Regions from separate parts of the Oryctolagus cuniculus genome. Here region 1 is linked to region 2. A link is a contact called in public Micro-C data. All regions are on one chromosome and are shown on one strand. The core of a region is the stretch at or near the end of the contact, and the rest is flanking DNA. Distances in the headings are between cores, read along the strand shown.

What was found. A called contact is a pair of places that touch in the nucleus more often than the background predicts.
Region 1: a contact with region 2 is called in a Micro-C map of ear pinna, with 4 times the contacts expected there. The contact joins the promoter of SLC7A1 here to the promoter of UBL3 in region 2. A contact is called at or near these places in 2 of 6 Hi-C or Micro-C datasets (ear pinna and an unstated tissue).

Annotation. Positions count from the first base shown.
Region 1 is chr9:84,976,998-84,979,697 of mOryCun1.1, forward strand. It overlaps SLC7A1 (solute carrier family 7 member 1), which reads left to right and starts at 1,427. Exons shown (of 13, transcript XM_070049065.1): 1 at 1,427-1,565.
Region 2 is chr9:84,755,630-84,758,329 of mOryCun1.1, forward strand. UBL3 (ubiquitin like 3) reads left to right here and starts at 1,374. Exons shown (of 5, transcript XM_008273523.4): 1 at 1,374-1,518. The coding sequence starts at 1,492.

The DNA of each region.
Region 1 (2,700 bases), core at 177-2,676, 220 kb after region 2:
TCACTAACACTTTTTGTGAAGCCAGTGCCCTGCAGTTCCCTACTTCATAAACTGCTAGGCTAGTTTCAAGGGCAGAAAACAGCCAGCTGCTGACCCAGGAGCCCCATTACTGAGCAAGGGCTTGGTGGTGCTGGTGGTGGCTGGGGCGGGTGGGAGGTGTGGAAAGGCTTTAAAGCAGGCAGATACCATCCGCCCTTGTCCTTTCTGTTTCCTTAGAAATATGGGGGAGCGCGGTGGTCATCTACCACTTACTCAATGTCACAGATTACTGGATCTTCACAGGTTGTGTTTCTTGGTTTCTGGAGCAAAGACAGACAACTGCACGGGAGCTCATGGCACCAACACTGTGGGATTCAGGACCACCGCTCTTGGCAACACTGGGAGAGTGACTGGGAAGGCAGCTGAGGCCATTAGCCCACCAGCCTGCTGTGCAGGTGCCTGGCAACAGGTGGATTAGGCCTTCACCGACAGCAGGGAGATAAGGTTCTAGCATGGGCAAGGGGACGATAATAAAATAATACCATGAGAGAGAAATGAAAATCTATAGTAACTTCAAAAAAATTTTTTAAAAATACTTATTTGAAAGAGAGACAGACAGACATACAGACATAGATAGATAAAGCTTCCATCCGCTGGTTCACTCCCCAAATGGCCACAACTGCTAGGACTGAGCCAGGCTGAAGCCAGGAACCAGGAGCTTCTTCTGGGTCTTGCACATGGGTGCAGGGGCTCAAGCGCTTGGGCCATCTGCTGCTTTCCCAGGCCATAGCAGAGAGCTGGATGGGAAGCCGGGACTCGAACCCGCGTCCATATGGGATGCCAGCACCACAGGCAGGGGCTTCACCCGCTACATCACAGCGCCGGCCCCAGTAACTAACTTTCTAAAACCCTCATAGTGCATCCCAGATCTTTTTATTTCGGATAAGGAAGACCAGCGGCGTCTGCTGACTGCAGCTCGCTAAGCCAGGGCTGGCGCGGCCCGGCCTGCTGCCCTGAGTCCCGGCCCGCGCGCGGCGGGGCCCGCAGGGAACCCAAGGATGCTGTCGCGCCGCGGGCTCCGATTGGCGGACAGGCGGCCAGGCCCGCAAGGCAGCCGCGGGAGCGTCCGGAGGCGCCGCCCGCCTGCCGGCCGGGGGAACCCCGGGTCCCCGCCGCAGCGCGCGCGAAGACGCCGCCGCCCCGCCCACACGGGCGCGCCCGCCTCTGCCGCCGCCTCAGGGCCAGCGGCCGCCGCCGCGCCGCGCTGCCATTGGTGCCCGGCTGTGACGCGAGGCACGGGCAGGGCCGCCGGGCGGGCTGGGGGGCGGGCGGCGAGAGCGGCTGATGAAACCGGCGCCGGATCCCGCCCGCCCTCGGCGCCCCATTCAGTCAGCGCGGGCAGGTGCGAGCGGCCAGTCAGCAGCCGGGCGGCGCGGCACGCGGCCGGCAGGCACGCGCTCACCGCAGCTCCACGTCGCTCCCGCGCCTCCGCACCGCCTCTCCGGCCGAGGGTCCCCGGGTCGGTGCGTGCAAGCGTGCGTGCGTCCTTCGGCCCGCTGTCCTGCCCGCATCCCACCGCCCGCTTGGTGAGTGCCCGCTCCCGCTGGCACCGGGGCAGCTCCACAACCTGGGTCACCTTGGCGGGGGTTGGAGGGGGCCGCGGGGCCGCGTGGGGCCTCGGGCAGGCGGCGGCACGGGAGTGGCGAGAGCCCCGCTCCGGGGCGCCGCTGGCATCCTCCGGGGAGGGCGAGGGCAGGGCGGGCCCGGGGGTGTGCGCGCGGGGCGGTGCCCATGCGGCCGTGGCTTCCACGGAGTCCATTTCGGTTCCCTAAAGGCACGGCGTGGTGTATGATGCAACACCGCCCGAGTCAGCGTGGGCGCGCCGGCGATGCCCACCCCGCGCGCCGGCCACGCACCTGGTGGTCCGGGTGGGCAAGGGGCCGGCGGTGGGCACGGGGGCTGGTCCAGGAGGCGTCCGGAGCCCGCTGGCAGCGCGGGAGAGCTTCCCTTACATGGCGCGTTGCGGAGCACCCCGCCCCGCCACGAGGTCCGAGGATGTGTCATCGGCCGCCGCGGGGACCCCGCCCGCGCCCCGGGAGGGTGGTCCCGCGGCAGGTACGTTGGCTAGCCTGGGAAACGGCGCTGGGCAGCCCTGCTCGGTGGTCGCGGTGCGCGCCTGCCCATTCCATGAGACCCCCAGAATGCCCGCCTGCACCCGTAGTCTGGGTCCCCAGGGGTTTCTTGGGGACGTCCTCCTTTGGGTGGGCTTCCTGGTGACCCGGCTTGGCCCTAAAACTCTGGGCTGGCCAAGCCGTCCAGATGGTTCGCAGGAGGAGGAAGTTCTTCCGGCTTCGTTAGGACAACCTATTCTCCGCGTGTTCCTCTCTGCGTAGTAGAAAACTTCCTGGGCACGGGCAGGTCAAGGCGGCCGTCCCGCGCGCGCCGCTGGCCGGCTCGCCGCGCTGTTCCCCGGGTAGGGGGGAGGCGTGGGAGCCAGATCGGAGTTGCGTGCGTCTTGAGCGGGTAGGCGAGCCAGACATGTGAACCAGACTACACTTCCCAACACCCACGGCCGTGCTGTCACGTGCTGGCTTGTGTTCCAGACCCGAGTCTCGGGCGTGGGGTAGGGGTGGGGGGTTGCGATCTTCGTCCCTGGTGGGTACCCCCGCCACCCCCTTCAGAATGTGCCCCTTAAAAGCTGGCTGGTGGGACTGTGTCTGA
Region 2 (2,700 bases), core at 124-2,623:
TAATGTTGAGAGGAACTAGATGAAATCCTGCTACCAAACCGTTTGCGACTGCAAGATGCGGAAAGCTTCCTGTAATGAAAAGGAATGATTCCGTAGACCGTATTTTTAACGCTGTGTGCATATCATGCATGAGGGAATGTCTCCTTGCAGAATTATTTCGCCTCAACAACCAACAATTCACAGGATCACAGCATTCCTTGAAGCAGGGTATCCCCTAACTCCTGGGCAGTAGCCAGGAAGGGAGCTTTTCTTTCCTAGTAACTGTTGCTATGGGGGGCGTGGCTTCGAAGTGCGCCGAGGACGCGTTCGGCGGCCCCCTCCTGCACCCCACCCCCGCGTGGACTACACTTCCCGTGATGCTCGAGGGTGGTCTCCGTAGTGACGCATTCGGTGCCCGCGAGGGAGGGAGCGCGGGGGCGGCGGCTGTGAGGGGGGCCGCGCTCTCCCGGTGTTCCCTACTCGCGCTCGGGCAGCCGCCCCCGCCGCTGCCGCCGCCGGCGCCGCCATGTTGGTTTGAGAGGCGATGACAGGAGGTGGCCGCGGCGTGTGGGGCTGAAAAGTGGAGGAGGAGAGACAAAAAGCCCGGAGAGGAAACCATTCCCGGGCTGAGGCGAGGGAGGACCCGGCCTCTTCCGGGGAGCTGCCGAAGTCGGCGACGCCGGAGCTCGCGAGGCCGGGGAGGGGAGGAGAAGGCGGGGACGGGGGAGGCGGAGGCAGAAGAGGAGCGCCGAGGAGCCGGAGACGATGCGCCGGGACCTCCGCCGCTGCCTGGAGGCGCTCGCGGCCTGAACCCGGCGGGGCCGTGCGGTGTCCTGGCCGCCCTGCGCCTTGCCTCTCGGCCCGGAGCTTGCGCTTTGGCTCGCCACGAGTTAAATGCCCTTGAGCTCGGCTCTCCGCGGCCCGGCTCTCCGCCCCGGCGGCGCGAGTTGAGCCGTTTCCCCGCGCGGCGGGGTCCGCGGCCACTTGCCACTCACGGCTCACGCGTCGATGTGTAGCTACATAGCTATCTATGTACATCCACGCCGGGGCATTTTTCTCCTGCTTAATGAGGACTTGACTCGGGAGCGAGTGTGAATCATTGCCGGGGCTGGGAAAGGAGGAAGGCGGATTTAACCCCCTCCCACCCCGCTCCATGTCCGTGTGTCACTCGGCTCCGTTCACCTGGCGCGGCCGGTCCTAGGGCTGCTGCTGACGACGACGACGACAACGGGGGCCGCCGCTGTCCCGAGAGCTTCCCCCCGCTCCGGCCGCCCGGCTCCTGGGGATTGTTTCCTCCTCGCACGGAACCTCGGCCGGGCCAGCACGTTGGCTCCGAAATAACTTCTTGTTTTTATTTTTTTGGAAAGCACATCGCGGACCAGTTGACATCGCGAAGGGTTATTTCTGCAGCTCGAAGACTTTTGGTCTTTTTGTTTGTTTATATTGTGTGGGGGGGGGTGTTTTTTTTTTTTTTTTTTGGCGTAAACATCCGAGTACATACCAAACGGCAAGATGTCCAGTAATGTCCCGGCGGATATGGTAAGTGAAGTTGTGACACTCTGATTTAATTGCGGCTTCCCATCTTGTTTGATCGGCAGGGACGCTGGCGTGGGGCGAGGGGTTGCCGGGGGCTGCCGAGAAGCCACCGCGGTGGCGGATTTGGAGAAGTTGGAGCTTCCGATTTCTCTCTTTTTCGAAAAGGGACTGCTTTGAACATGGGTTTTCTCATGCAGTTGCGTGTTCTCTCAATCGCTGAGGACCGTGGAAAAAGAAGTAAGAGAAACGTAGCCAGGCAGCCTGGCAGGGAAGGAGCCGTCTGGCTGTTTTTGCCAGAAGCCTGGGGACGCTGGTGTTTTAGCGCTTCGGGAAACGTCAGTGCCCGGGGGCAGAGCCGAGGGCGGCCGGCCCTCCTCGAGCCGGAGGTGGCCGGGGACAATCGCGCTCAGTCACTCTCGCAGTGGGCGCAAGCTTGGTATTTTTTCAGGAACGGGGCTCTGCACAGCACTTGCTGCGAGCCTTTTGCAGCGTCTGAGCGGGCGACTGTGGAGACGGAAACATTCAGATGTTTAGTTTTTTTTTTTTTTTTTTCCTACCCAACTCTCGGCTGACCGCCTATCGGTACTTTTCGTGTCTAGCCCAGGATTTGCAGTGCCAGATACGTAGTGCTATTACATCCGTAGACTTTGAAAGCTGCAGAAACGGCCTCTTGAGCTTTGGTCGCTTCGAGAACTCTCTTGTTTATTGACGCTTTTCTTTTTGTTTGTTAAAGGTTAGGCTTGTGAGGCTGTTGACAGTCACGGTGTAGCTCTACCGTGCTGGCGGGCGCTTTGTGTGAGTGTGAAATGACACTTTGCAGCCCTAAGGACTCAGAGAATGCAGTTAATAGGAAGTTGAAGAACTCGCTTTATGGAGAATGGAAGTTAATGCGGATGTGCTCACCGGAGTTAGCATTTGAGTGTGTATTCCTGCGAAAAAATAAAAAGGAACTTTGCTGATGACTGCATTTTAAAATGTCAAATACTTCTATGGGAGGAAACCTCCTTTGCAGATGTTTAAGATTGGAGAGATTAAAGGACTCCTCAGCGGGATATTTCGACCTTGGTGCAGAGACGTTTGCTTGTGTTTGATTTCTCATTTAGTGCGCTATTTAAATGCAAAGGAACCACGGGGTTCTGTCTCTTGGGTGGCCTCGGGAAGCCTTCCTCTGTTCTGAGTAGGAGG